3 separate regions of the Zea mays genome follow, and all the other regions are linked to region 3. The links are chromatin contacts, called in public Hi-C maps. All regions are on one chromosome and are shown on one strand. Each heading gives the region's core, a stretch centred on a gene start, on an enhancer-like site or on the middle of the called end of the contact. The rest is flanking DNA. Distances are from core to core; before and after follow the strand shown.

Region 1 (4,614 bases), core at 99-2,598, 550 kb before region 3:
TACACCTAGTACTTGAATAGAAGGCATGAATGCGCACCCACAAGCACAAGCAGTTCATAATAACGGCGGAGTTAATGGGCGTAGGTACACAAGTATGAAGTTCAGAGGGTACAAGGGGTGATTTAATATGACACGGCGAAGAGCGCGCGCTGGCTCTTCTCTCTCTCTCTGCTGTGCTTCTGCCTTGTGGATTTCTCCTTCACTCCAGTGGTGTCCATGGCCGACCATGAACCACCGAGCTGCTAGTTGCATCTACTACTCCTACCTTGTTGAGGCTCACACGCATAGCCATTACTTACCTCCAGACCTGTGCAGCGCTGATGGAGACGATCAGCAGTAGCAGTATCGGTACTGTTGAAGATGGAGGATACGGATGTCCTTCTCTTCCAACCGGCCGACGTGCACCACCGGCTTCGTCTATCGGAGCTACCCTGCGTGCACTAAATTCTGTGCACTGTTGTTTCCTGCCTCACAGATATTGCGTTGCAGTGTTTATCATGAATAGCTAGGACACTGCTTACCATTACATTAGTGCCACGCAGGCAATAATACTACAAGAAGTGACGATGTACAGATGGTTAGTACGTAAAGCGTCGTCGATCCCAACTTGTGAATCCGTTCAAGGCCAACGTGTATATATTCTGAGTCTGATACACATACAATGTGTAAGGCTGTACGTCTTCAATTCAACAGGCAACGTATCTTCCTCATCCATGCTCTTCCGGCGATGTGCACGTCTTGGAGACCCCTATTTTTCACGTACGGGGCGCCGGAGAGCTCCTAACCGCCTTAACTCCGATCCACTACTCCTCAGTTACAGCTCCTGCCAACCTTCTGAACAGGCGAACCACCAACACCATCTCAGTTACAGCCGCTGCCCTGCCCAGGCACCTGCACCTGCACCTGCTCCTGCCGCTGAACGCGCTTCAAATCCTACCAGCCTACATAGAGCTTACATGCAGGGCAAGCAAGGCCATGCGACAGTAGTACTAGATTTTGTGGTGGCTCTCCTGGGCTGGGCTGGGCTGGCATTATGACGTGTACGTACAGCCCGGGCATGTAGAGAGGCCTATTAATAAATGGAGTGGAGGTGGAGAGATTTGCGACATTTAAGGCCACTCTAGCTACTTGCCACCTTCAATGCCGGCCTGCCCTCCCGTTAATGCGGGCTGGATGAAGGCCATTCAAAGCCTCCTTCCTCCCCTGCATGAACTCAGCATGAGCATGACCCCATCAATCAAAACCACAGTGCTGTGCTATCCGTAGGAGAAGAGAAGACGACCACCAACAAGCGGTACCTTCTCTCATCACCCAGTTGTCAAGAGCTATTCCTACACCAAGCGGTACTGTCTGGAACCACATATATATAAATAGACCTGTGGTGTGGTGCTGGTGCCAGCGGCCAGCCACGCGACCATGAACACCGAGTACCTCAGGGTGAAGAAGCTCCAGCAGGAGGCCGCCCGGTGCCTGAGCTTGCACAAGACAATGGAGCTGCAGCCGGAGCTGTCGCTCGGCCCTGTGTGGCCGGGCTTCGCCGCCGGTGACCTGGCCGCCAAGAGCTCCTCGTCCGAGTCTGACGGAACCTCCCGGAAGAAGAGGAAGCACTACACCGCCAGCTGGGAGGAGCCTCAGCAGCCGCCCGCGAGCCTGGAGCTCCAGCTCAACGACCCACTGCCTCTCGACTGGGAGCAGTGCCTCGACCTCCAAGTGAGTACCTTTAATTTCTCTCGAACGGCAGCTATATCTCAATTCTTTATTATTCCTTCTGCTTCTAGTTCAATAAACTACAGTAATCATCTAATGTTTTCATGTGCATATAATGTGAGAATTTAATATGCCGACACGTAGTTTACAAAAGCTATTAGTAGTGACAGAAAGCCTTTTGCTAGTGGACAGCTATTCCTATTCCTTGAAGTGTCCTGCATTAAAATCGGAGCCACGATTCACGAGCTAGATCATGGTCCAAAAACATGAATGGATCATCGTGTACCTGTACTGCCTTTTGATCCTAGCTGTGTTGTGTTTTTTTTATGCATGCAGTCTGGGAGGATGTATTACCTCAACCGGAAGACGCTGAAGAAGAGCTGGGTCAGACCCCAGGTGCAGAGCGTGAACCTGGACCTCAACATCTCCACGGCTGCCGCCATCGACAACTGTGCCGCCAACGGTGCTGCTGCCGCTGCTTCCGACGACGAGGACGAGCCAAGGAAACCCGCTGGCACTTTGTTCTCTGGAGGCAGCATGGTGGCCGTGCCGTGCGCCAACTGCCATCTCCTAGTCATGCTGTGCAAGTCCTCCCCGTCCTGCCCCAACTGCAAGTTCGTGCAGCCTCTGGCACCTGCTGTGCCGCCTGCGGCGGTGGCCCATTGGAGGATCGATGCCGCCGTCAAGCCGCTGGAGACCCTGAGCCTTCTCCATTAGGCACATGCACTTCACCGGCAGCAGATTGTAGAAAGGAAATCGTAGTTACGTAGTAGTGGTGCATGGGTTAGTATTACTATTACCTGGGTAATGCATGAGCGGTCGAATGAAAATTGGAAATGTGAAACTACCGTGCATGCATGGTGACATGACAAAATACAAAATGGTGAAGCCAGCCTCAAATTAAACTGCATAAATGCATTGAGCAATCAGTCAATCAGTTAGTTAATAAATACTAGTAATGGCGACAGGTCACCGGTGTGGTAGCTAGCGAGAGATTGGGTATAGTACTTGAAGCAGTGCAACAGCAAGCTTCAATGAAACTGAGGCGGCAATCAGACAGTGAATGTATCGTCCCTCCTGCATGCCTCTCACGTTCCTGCCCATTGATGAAGAAGGCCGGTGGTTGCCACACCTCCTCGGCTCTTCACCCCTCAGCGCCACCAGCCCGCAACCATAAAGGCCTTTGACTGCCATCACTAATGCAAACTTGAAACTGTTGTTGGGGACGGGGCGGTAGATTTGGGCGCCCGATATGAAATGAATGCCGCACCTACTTGATCTGTGATCGGAGCATGCGCGTCCGTACATAGTACGTAGTATTCCCTGACCCATGTCTTATATCCCGAAAAAAACACATGGCATTAAGCACTGACTTGAGTAAGAAAGAGCTTGATGAGTGCTACAAGTGCTGGCTGGGGACCGACTCTCAGGCTCAGCGGGCAAGGTAGAGGATGCATGGAGCATGGTTAATCATACATGCAGATGCAAGCCGCAAAGCTACTACAGAGCACAACCCAATACAACATGCAGTTAGCAGAGTGCAGAAGGAACACCTCCCCATGCTGATCTCTACCACCTGATATGTATGTGCTTTCCATTGGCAATGTGTGCAACTAAATAAACATGCCCATGCAGGCCGCACAAGCCTCTCGATGGATGGGTTCAACATGTTGAGATGATCCCGAAGTCCTCTCGAAGAGGTGGACGAACGCTGCCCTCAATCAGATATTGAACTGTTGCCTAAAAAAATGTGACTGTTGTTGGTGATGTTACAGATGTGATGTAGGAGTGCGCCTTTTGATGATGAGCGGCTGCGACATTTCCGAGAAGACGCACGTCCACTATAAAAGGGGCGGGGCGGCTAGGGTTTGCTTTCTTCTTGCTCACTAGTACACATAGGCTCTATAGTAGCGGTTTTAGAGACGTTTGCACTAGCGTTTTTCAGTGCCGCCAGTGCTAGGGGCCAGTGGAAATCGTCATTTCCACTGGCGGTTTTCTTAAGAAACCGCCAGTGAAAATAGCATTTCCACTGGCGGTTTTATTAAGAAAACCACCAGTGGAAATGCTATTTTCACTGGCGGTTTGTTTTATTTAGCCGCCAGTGGAAGTTTTCCCGCCTTTTTTAAATTTTCAATCAGTACTGGAATTTATATATATTTACACACACAAACATATATATTGATAAACATGTAGTATTGATATTAAAAGTAACATGGAATTAAATTCTATCATACATTTATATATATCATAGTCTTGTTTACAACCATGTATGCATCACACATTATATACATCAAAGTTTTCACTTAAGCTCTAATAACTATCTCGGCTAAGAGATAGATAGTCTACTAATTTCTGTTAGTATTCTAAACTCTGGCAAAGCTAATGTTCCGGAAGCATCGTGATATTTCCCTTCTGCGGGAATGACCTATTTCAATATGAATGTGCACAGGTCCTCAACTATGCCATACAATGCACCTTCAGTCAAATTCTCCGGGCTTCCTTGTTGAAATTGCTGTAAAGGAAGTTTATAAACATCATCTATTTATACTCAATAATAACACATTTGCATCTTTAATGACATAAATACATATGTGACTATTACTAATAATACCTTGCCAGGATTCCTGATGTATCGTCCGTTCATTCTCATAAACTCGCACACGTAGAACCCACATAGGACCGATCCGGGTGGTTGCTTGTGGCACTACATAACGGAAGATTGGTTATTTAGTTGCAATGTTGTCTTATGTACGTACATGTATGATATGTATTCATAAATTCACATACTTACCGGCCAGTTATAATGGATGTCTAGTGGCACGCCTTTTTTGGACGTGTCGTACTTTCCACCTCGTAGTTTATAAAACCTAAATGCCCTGTGATCTCAAATAGAATCACCATGTTATT
Region 2 (4,956 bases), core at 604-3,103, 930 kb after region 3:
AAGGTGAAATTAATACAATAGCTGCATCTTGTTATTGTATAATCACAAATAATCTGCATGAATTTCTTGAAAAGTAATTTCTGATGTTTGCATAATTCCTTGAGATTTGATTGATGTCATGGTTTACAGTGTACTGTAAATTAAATGCACATGATGGTAGAGATAACATTTGAATTATAATCGCTACTGCAGCACCAAAGTTGCTGATGTAAACTTGACGTAACTTTTGGTAGCCATTTACTCTTTTATAGCATATATCAAATCTGTTCCAATAGTACATGGTATGCTTCTTGGTGTACATAGACTTGGCAAATTTGTCTTTACATATTTGTTTCATAAAAGTCTCAGGTACAAGCCTTAGAAGCTTTGGATGATCATCTTTGTTTTGTTGATTTGGTCTGCTAGCCCTGTAGAGTAGGTGGCTCAGCTGTTGTTTGGCTTGGAATGATCTGTCCAGTTAACCTACTGTGAATCTTATGGGCATCATGCAGAACTAGTGGAGCAAGAATATCATGGGGTAGGGCGTGCTGTTTCTTTTATTTAGTTGAAATAAAATATTGAAATATGCTTCAAATAATGTTCTGAATGCTGCATATATTCTTTAGGATCTGTAGGTGGGATTGTGTTGGCAGCATTAATACACTCTTACTCTTTTGAATGCTCCAAGTTTTATGGCATTATATCTCCACTGCAGGCAATGGTTGATGTTGCCAAGGAAGTTGGTGCGGATGCAGTTGCCCATGGTTGCACTGGAAAAGGCAATGATCAGGTAGTGACGCTGTTAGCCTGTATATTAATGTGTCTGGTCATCTTGTAATGCTACCCTTATTCTGCAGGTTCGCTTTGAGCTTACATTCTATGCTTTAAATCCTGAACTTAAAGTGGTGGCACCTTGGAGGGAGTGGGATATCACAGGACGTGAAGATGCTATTGAATATGCAAAGAAACATAATGTACCTGTTCCAGTTTCAAAGAAATCAATATACAGCCGAGACCGAAACTTGTGGCACCTTAGCCATGAGGTATTGTCCATTTTTCATGTTTATTGCTTCAAGTTTTATCAAAGCATTTTTTGTAGTTTAATATCTTTTTCTTTACATGTAGGACAGAATCTTAGTTACCAGAACTTTACAAGATGGTTACGTTCCAACTTTTAAGCCAATATATGCAAAATGCCACATTAGTGTTCTGAATTAATGTCCTGCACTTGTCGACACCTTTAACCAAACAACATGACGCCCATCTTTGATGCGAGATGAAGTGAATCATTCTCTACATTGCAGGGTGACATCCTGGAGGACCCAGCAAATGAGCCAAAGGAAGATATGTATATGATGTCGATTGCTCCAGAAAATGCGCCCTCGAAACCTGAGTGAGTGATCAATATTAAATCTTTCCGCTCTTTTTTTTTTCATTTTTGCTGCAATCTGTAGCACAGTTTACTGTGTATGCACAATTGAGCATTACTGCACCTGGTATTCCAGAGTTGGATCCATCCAAAGCAGGATTGGCCTGGAACTTAATATGATCAGTATAAACATAGGTTTTTTTTCCATTTGTACACTAGATGCATATGTATGCATACCGTGATAGATTAATGCCGAGCCGCATACATTCAGGTATTTGGAGATTGGTATCATTGCTGGTGTTCCTGTTTCAATCAATGGCCGAGACCTCTCACCAGCATCCCTCCTCGCGGAGCTCAATGAAATCGGTGGAAAGCATGGGATTGGGCGTATCGACATGGTGGAAAACAGGCTGGTCGGCATGAAGTCACGTGGGGTCTATGAGACCCCCGGTGGCACCATCATGGCAGCCGCGGTACGCGAGTTGGAGTCCCTGACCCTGGACAGGGAGACCATGCAGTGGAAGGACATCATTGCCCTCAAGTACGCCGAGCTGGTCTATGCTGGCCGCTGGTTTGACCCGCTCCGGCAGTCCTTTGATGCCTTCATGGAGAAGGTTACCGCGACGACCACTGGTTCAGTGACCCTGAAGCTGTACAAGGGTTCCGTGAACGTCGCGTCCCGGAAGAGCCCCTACAGCCTGTACAGGGAAGATATCTCCTCGTTTGAGAACGGGGAGATCTACAACCAAGCTGACGCCGAGGGGTTCATCAGGCTGTACGGCCTACCGACACGGGTCCGGGCGATGCTGGAGAAGGGTATCTGAGTAGTTGCCTGCTTGATTTAGAAATAAAAACATCTGTTTCCCAGTGATTGCAGACAGATGGGTGTTTGGTGGGGAGTTCACCATGCTGTTTTACCATCCGTTTACATTGTCCAAACCAAAATATTATCATTGCTACATCAGCTGCTTTTCTCATTGGTTTATATTGAGCAGACCATTCTGGTCGATTATCGTCATCTATTGATCTGCGATAACGTTGGAGCGATGTCTATCTATGACTTTAGATACCTTGACGATTCGAACTGATACACCGTTCATGCCATTACACAAATTTCAATTTCTGGTACTTAAGCTGGAGATTATTGATTAAAACGAGGGCTACTAGGGGGATACAATAAGTTAAAGCACGCTTTAGAGTTTAGACTGTCTCTAGCAGCTTGTGGTTGTCGCTTATCCATCACTGTACCTATATTCTCTTAAGACCGCGTCCAGCGATTCATCCATATGCTCTAGCAGTTTATCCATCTATGTACCTATATTTAAACTTAACTCTGTGAACAATAAAGTCTACAGTATAAAATAGTATTTTAAATGATCATATGGATGAACCGCTGGACATAGTCTAAGAGAATACTAAGTGACATTTACTTGTGTATCGGCTTAACGTCGTGAGACGTACGAATATCAAGGCTACAAGTTTGACAGCAGAAGTAAATGCAACAGACTCTGCAGCGGTACCTACAAGGATCCAACTTCCTCTAGCAGCTCGTAGTTTATGCTCCAGTAGCTTACCCATCCTAATACCTATATTTAAAATCTAATCTGCGAACAATGTACTCTACAGTGCGCAAAACAACATTTTAAATAACCATATATCGCGCAGGCTAAATGGCGGCAAGGCCCCCTCTCACCACGGCTGCGTGGCGAGCCTCCAACAACTGTTTCATTCTCGTGGTTTGTGCCCGTGAGTGATTATTAGTAGATGAAAAAATGATAATAGATGAAAAGTATGGATAAAAAATGATATTTTATGGTTATAGTGAAGTATAGAGGGAACCGTTGTGGGAGACGAAAAAGTAAGGATGTAATCTTGACAATATAGCGTTAAAGTGGGATATAGAGAGAAATTTAGAGGGATCGCTAGTCTCAATGAACAAGAGCAATGTAATGTAGCTCATGGATATGCGCGATACCTAGGTATTGCATTTTATGTGAACTCATACGTGAGATGCTGGACGCGTTAGTGTTATAATTTTGTACATATTTTAGGCACCCGAAACCATTTCGTGAGTAAAAAAAATAAAATAAGGTGATATTTGGTTCAGATCTTTTGGCCTGTAATCAATTGACTGCGCTAATAGATTCTCTTGGTTGACGTTTGGTTGGATAGAGCTGCAATCCATCGCTCCGTGAACCAATACGAGCCTGTGAAACTTCGTTAGCGCTCCTCCCTAACATTATAGTCGCTCTCTAAAATTTGGTGCCGATTGGATCACGTTACCCAAAGCAACCAAACAAAATCATGTAATCATTACATTACAACAAATCACGCTCGAATCTTATAACATTGCTCTCAAACTATCTCCAGTAGCTTACCCATCTCTATATTCAAACTTCACCCAACGAACAGTGCAGTCTACAATGCATGATATTACAAAACAGTGTTTTTGGGTAAACTATGGATAAACTGCTGTAGACGGCCTTAGAAGAAAGCCTTTAAATGAGATCAAATCATTAATGCCTTGTTTGAGTACTTTAGTAATGAGTGAATTTGAGTGGATTAATATATATTGTGGGAGTTTTTTATCTATTGAGGATCCATACACTCCCTAATCCCTTCAAACCACTTCAATGGAAGAGTACCCAAACTAGAACTAAAATCACTTGGACTCCAATCGAACACACCGAGACAGAGCTACCCTAAATTTAAAATGTACACTTGGACATCAAACGGCCTTCTTATAATCTATATTATAAGAGCGTAATTCAATCAAGAGTATCCTAAAACCACTCAGACTCCAACGAAATAGACAGGGACGGAGCTACCCCAAATTAAAAATGTACACATGGACTTCAAACGGCCTTTTTATTTATAGTACTATATTAAGAACCTAATGTGAACACCTAGTACTACCACGACTTTGTAGGAAACGGGTGACGCCTAAGAGGGGGGGTGAATTAGGACTTATAAAACTTTCGCTAAACTAGGCCACAAATAAATCCCTAGAGCAAAACCTATGTAAATAGACTGTTAGGGGTCTGCTTCATCGCCGAAGGTCCCATAAGAAGAAACACCTTCGAAAGTTGGACACAAAGCCGAAGCTATCAATCAGAGAGCTTCAGAGTATATTTCTAGATGCACCGACTTAAAGATGAAATGACCAATCAACCCATGATAGTTTGTATTATGATTGTAATCATTTGGAAAGGGCACGAATGTAATTTCTCACAGGCTGCGTCCTGTGCCTATAAATAGATGAACAATACCCCTGTACTGTTCACGCCATCTTGTATTCGCTCGTGCGCAACATTCGGATTTTCACCTTCTGTCAAGCCGAAGGTACAAATGTAACTAAAATATTGTCTTTATATTTATCCAAGTTTATATAATGAGGATATGTGGATGATGTTATATGATTACTCATATTATATTTCATGTTTCACATGCTTTGTCTTTCATTAATGTATACCGTGATGATGAAGGTACGCCCTTCATGACCTTCGTCCGAAGATCGTTATATCCTAAGGGAAATAATGCTTCGAAGGAAGAAGGACATTAACATTTAATACTTTGTGTTGCCTTGTTCTTAACTCATAGCATTTGAG
Region 3 (4,975 bases), core at 295-2,794:
TCGATGTCAATTATTTTCCCAACACTGTGATGAGTCTCACCACCCCATGCATATCTAAGAAAAAGAAGAACATAACTAAGAAAAAACTAAAGGCACCAAAATTCCACAGAACTGCACGAGATTTTTCAAAAAAAGAGCTCGTGGAGCACCAGGGCCATAGATCTAGGCTATTGCCCTTACCTGCATGTTGCATTTGGCGAGGCCGAGCGTCGTGACGACCATGTGGGTGAGCCCACAGCTGGCGATTCCTCCGGTGGTACAGGCGGCGTAAAAGCCAATGGGTACATCTCATGGCACGCTCCCATAGTCCACAGATCGCTCGTCGTGGCTGTCGTCCTCAATCCTGCCTCTGACGCGTCCCTCTCCCACGCGGTTCGAGAGGAGCGTCAGCTTGGGCCTCTCGATGATGCCCGACCCTGGGAGGAACACGACGAAGACGATGGCGATTAAGAAGACGACAGTGGGGTTCGGCTGCGCTAGGGTTTCGAGTGAGATTCCTGGCGTGCGATTGAGGGAAGGAAGGAGATTTATGAGGAGGCAGGGAGGTTGAGGAGAGACTGCGGGCTGGGGAGGCGGTGAGGGGAGGGAGGGGTCGTAGGGTTTCCATCTGCGGGCGGCTAGGAGAGGGCGGATTTCTCGGTGACCGGCGCAGATTTCTCGGCAACGGGCGGCGAAGGCGGGTGCACGGTGCGGACGGGGGAGGCGGGGGCAGGCGCGGACATCGCGGGGTAGATGGCAGAACCGTGCACGGTTGGTGCTGTGGACGCCTACACTAAGGTTTTAAGAAGTAGCAGACATTACGCAAGGAGTGCTTTACAGAACCAAGGATCTTGAGGAGTGGCAGGCATGGAATGTGTTGTCGGCTTGAAAAACCTTCCCAAAAAGCATCCGAAATTCGGATGTGCAGTCACCCAGCATCCGAAGTCCCAATTAAGGCGACGTGGCGCTTCGGTTGCCCGTGATTGCTGAGCTTTTAAATATAGAAGTAATTCGGATGTGGAGTCACCCAGCATCCGAAGTCCCAATTAAGGCGACGTGACGCTTCGGTTGCGTGTGATTGTGCTGAGCTTTTACATATAGAAATAAGCTTACGGGGCGTTTGGATCCTTCATTTGAAAGGAATTGGAATTCACTCAATAAAATAACTTATTTAGTTTGGAATTTGGCATTCCACCACTTTCCAAAGTTCAGATATAAGCCTATCTCAAAATCATAGGGTGGAGGATAGGAAATAATTTTATGCATGATTAGAATTTGTTTCTAATCTGTAACTTACATGAAACTCTTCGTTCTACTCCTCTATAGTAAAAATGTAGCACATAAATATTTAGGACATCTTGCTAATAATAGTATATAAATATATTTTGTGTAAAAGTGAATTAGCTTAATTGATATATGCCTAAACTACTATTATTAGAATGGAATTCAATTCCAGTGATCCAAACGGGGCGTTATGTTTTTTTTAGTTAAAGGGAGGTAAATTAGACTTTTGCCGGCGCGTGTTTGATGGGCCGTCAGATGGGCTTACTTGAATTCCACGCGATTTTCTAGAGTGCGTACAGTCGTCGCCAGTCTCCGGGAGCCCAAAGCAAGTGCCCCCACTGCCCCGGCGGCTGCCGAACCTCTGCTCCGGCGACTAGGTTCCCGCCTCCCCGACTCTGCCCCAAGCGAGCGCGGCACGCGTGTCGCCTTGGCTTCCTCTCTTCTGCTTCAGTCTCGCGCCGCCGGTTTCTATCCTGCCGTCGCCCGGAGCTCATCGTGCTGACCTCCAGTGACGCGCTGAAGGGATCTGGGAACTTCGAGGATGCTTTGCTGTGCTGGCCACCAGGCGTCCCTTCTCCTCTTCGCTCTGCTCTCTGTCTCCTCCCTTCTGCTCGTCGACGGATCCCATCAGGACCAGGTACTAGTACTCCGAGTTCCTCTTGCTGAATTCTAGATTTGTGCGCTCAATTCATGCTTTTCCCTTTCCGTAGTGCACAACAGCACAAGTTAATGTTCTCCAGGAATGATTAAGTTTGCATCAGTTAGATTCAATCAGTAAGGCAAAGGATACACAAAGTTGGGCTTGAGCTGATCGGCTGCACTTATTCGTCAGCTGCAGCTGCTGTGGTTGCATGCATGCTGTGATAATCTACTGTGTCTCTTAGTTTGGATTTTTGCAGCCAGATAACTGCAGTCGTTATCTGCTATTTCTTGCTCGATGGATTATATTAGTGTTTGAGGACAGTTGCTGCCTCTGAGTTTAGAGCAGTATGGTTTTATTTCCTGTTGTATCTACACACCAACTATCTTTAAAAATTCAGAGTTTAGAGGCGCCATATTAGTATATTTGACTTGTGCAAGGCTGCAAGCTTATCTGACTAGTTTCCATGCCTAGTTTACCCTCTGAAGTGTTCATTTTCTTACAAGGATCAATGGCATGTTGCAATTTGAAAACTGGTTGAGCTTATCTAATTTTTTTACTAACAACAAAAGTATGAGATTGGTTATCTTGCAATCACTGGTCCAGAATTGCAGCAAATTATACTTAGGGTGAGTGCTTTGGTTAGGGATTCTTAAAACTGTTTCTCTCCGGAAATAGCAGAATTCCCACCAGCCTGAAGCTGTTTCTCCTGAGAAACAGAATCAGTTTCTCTTCATACACGTTTCTCTAAAGTTATCAAGTCCATCTAGTCGATCCTAGTCACCATGGGACCGACCAGACGACTAGTCGCAAGTCGGCCATCAGGTCGGTCCTAGTCGTCCTATATATATCAGGACCAATAGACCAAATATATACTAATGCACTATATGTTCTAGAGTACAAATCAAGCATGAAGATAACTATAGGCTGATGGCTGCATGTAGGGATGCAAATTGGTCTAAACAACATGATCCCAAGTGACCTAAGCCATCCCACATGTAGCTCATGTCCTAAGCTGCCCAGAAATTCCATTATGTTTCTAGTCGTCCACCTCCTAGTCGGACGACTAATCGTCATCAGTCAATGATTAATCGGATGGCCAGAAACTAATCAACTTATTGAGTTGTAGCTCCCCTGCGAACAACCCCTGGTCTAACTGGTTAGGTGATGTAGTAGCAAACTCTCAGGTTCTGAGTTCAATTTCTAGTGGAAGCGAATTTTCATACCTGGGTTAAAAAATCCCCTCGCTGTTTCTCACCCGCTCTTGGGCTACAGAAATTATGTGCCCCACCCTCCGGCCTGGGGGCTATTGCAGAGTGGGCAGAGTCGGTCAGTTAGTGATGGGAGGCTAGGGTTTGGGGGCTTTCTCGACCAGAACTTGCGGTTTCATGACTTCTTATATGAATGTTGTTGGGGTGGCTTAATCCCCTCCGTTTGAGGTTTTTTTTTGAGTCATAGCCCCTAGTTGAGTCCAGGATACCGATTAGGACGACTAATCATGATTAATCGAATGATTTGATACCTCTACGTTTCTATGAGAAACTAAACCCTGCCAAATACACCCTAGTCATTGCTAGAAACTAAGTACCTATGGTACTGCTAAGAAATGTCAGAAAATCACTGAGAAATGTCATAAAAATCAATGTTGTGTCCTAGATCACTTGCCTTTGTGTCGCTACATAAGCAATTATTGTCTTGTAGTGGTACAGGAAGTAAGGCTGATAATTCTTACAATGGTTCTTCCTAGAAAAATTATTGTACCGGTACAATCGATATGCAATTCTTTAGTGTTGCCTTTTCTCCATTGTTCTCTTTGATGTACTCGTACTTACTTCTAATGCAGACACTGTTTTTTTCTATGTTTTAGGAATTCGGTGAAGCTGTTGGATCCAGGTACTGTATTCTGTTAGAGTATATTTGGTAGTTTAGATATTGTGTATCGTAGACTGTCATATATCTATGGGTTGCTTTGTCTCCCAAGTCCTGTACTCTACCATAGTTATTAAGGGGGTAAGGAGACCGACCCTCTTTTTATATTTTAGGCGGTAAAGTGTAAGGCGAGGTGACACCTTAATTATATAGATAAATATAAAAAATAGACTAAATATTTTTTTTTTGTATATCACTAATTCGAAGTTAATAAGCAAGCTAGCACACCTGTAATGGCTACTAGGGCCGTTTCAGCATAGTAGAAGAGAGAAATGGGAAAAAAGAAAAATAAGTTAATAGCCCACAACTAGTGAGCCTAGCCCACACACCCGTTTTAGGGTTAAAACTCGATCAATCACGACACAAACATCTCCTAGTTGTAGTCGCCAGGAGCTCTCTCCCTTCCCCTCAACTCTCCTCTTCCTCCCCCCAAGCTCTCCTCTCTCTCCCTCCCCTGCAACTCTCCTTCCTCTAACTGTCCGACTGGGGCCATGTGCCACGCCTTGTTGCGCAACCCATGCACTTCCACTATTGCGCCTTGCGCGCCGCCTCCTCTCCTGTTTTGCCCGCGCCTTAATCTCGCGAGGGCGCCTTGCATGTCCAGACTCGCCTTACTGCTTAAGCGTCGCTTAAGCGATGCCTTAATAACCTTGTACTATTCATAAACCGCCTAAAGGCTCAATGCAAAACAACCATCCAATTACACTAACGTCCCGTTTGGATCATTGGAATTGAATTCCATTCTAATAATAGTAATTTTGACTTATATCAATTAAGCTAATTTGATTTTTATGCAAAATATATTTGTATACTATTATTAGCAAAATGTCAGAGATATTTATGTGCTACATTTTTACTATAAAGGAGTAAGACGAAGAGTGTCATGTAAGTTACAGAGTAGAAACAAATTCTACTAATGCATAAAATCATTTCCCATCATCCACCCCATGAATTTGAGATATGCTTATTTCTGAACTTTAGAAAGTGGTGGAATGTCAAATTTCAAACTAAATAAGTTATTTTATTGAGTGAATTCCAATTTCTCTAAAATGAAGGGATCCAAACGGCCCGTAATTCTAATCTCTTTCATGGTATCACAAGTCTAGGTTTAGATCCTAACCCTAGCTACCACCAACTTCTGCA

Evidence for each region. Hi-C and Micro-C count contacts between places; a contact is called where the count stands out from the background.
Region 1: a Hi-C map of tassel shows a contact between it and region 3, with 4 times the contacts expected there. The contact joins the promoter of LOC100217211 here to the promoter of LOC100275449 in region 3. A contact is called at or near these places in 3 of 25 Hi-C or Micro-C datasets (ear, leaf and tassel).
Region 2: a Hi-C map of tassel shows a contact between it and region 3, with 2.2 times the contacts expected there. The contact joins the enhancer-like site here to the promoter of LOC100275449 in region 3. A contact is called at or near these places in 2 of 25 Hi-C or Micro-C datasets (ear and tassel).

The regions. Positions count from the first base shown.
Region 1 is chr10:37,862,565-37,867,178 of Zm-B73-REFERENCE-NAM-5.0, forward strand. LOC100217211 reads left to right here and starts at 1,349. Exons shown (of 2, transcript NM_001143568.3): 1 at 1,349-1,710; 2 at 2,044-2,620. The coding sequence starts at 1,417. The coding sequence ends at 2,424.
Region 2 is chr10:39,336,803-39,341,758 of Zm-B73-REFERENCE-NAM-5.0, forward strand. LOC100274106 (argininosuccinate synthase) reads left to right here. Exons shown (of 10, transcript NM_001148485.1): 6 at 1-3; 7 at 695-769; 8 at 837-1,022; 9 at 1,284-1,372; 10 at 1,620-2,358. The coding sequence ends at 2,172. Among protein-coding and RNA genes, the nearest start is that of LOC100274106, 12 kb to the left of the region's middle. Within about 2 kb of position 1,854, at least 13 of the 20 cell types and tissues checked have an H3K27ac peak or open chromatin away from gene starts, as enhancers often do. A contact at or near this core is called in ear and tassel, where this site is marked.
Region 3 is chr10:38,408,137-38,413,111 of Zm-B73-REFERENCE-NAM-5.0, forward strand. It overlaps LOC100275449, which reads left to right and starts at 1,545. Exons shown (of 10, transcript NM_001149516.2): 1 at 1,545-1,900; 2 at 3,771-3,796. The coding sequence starts at 1,805. LOC103641023 (a long non-coding RNA gene) reads right to left here and starts at 963. Exons shown (of 11, transcript XR_560006.4): 1 at 181-963; 2 at 1-54.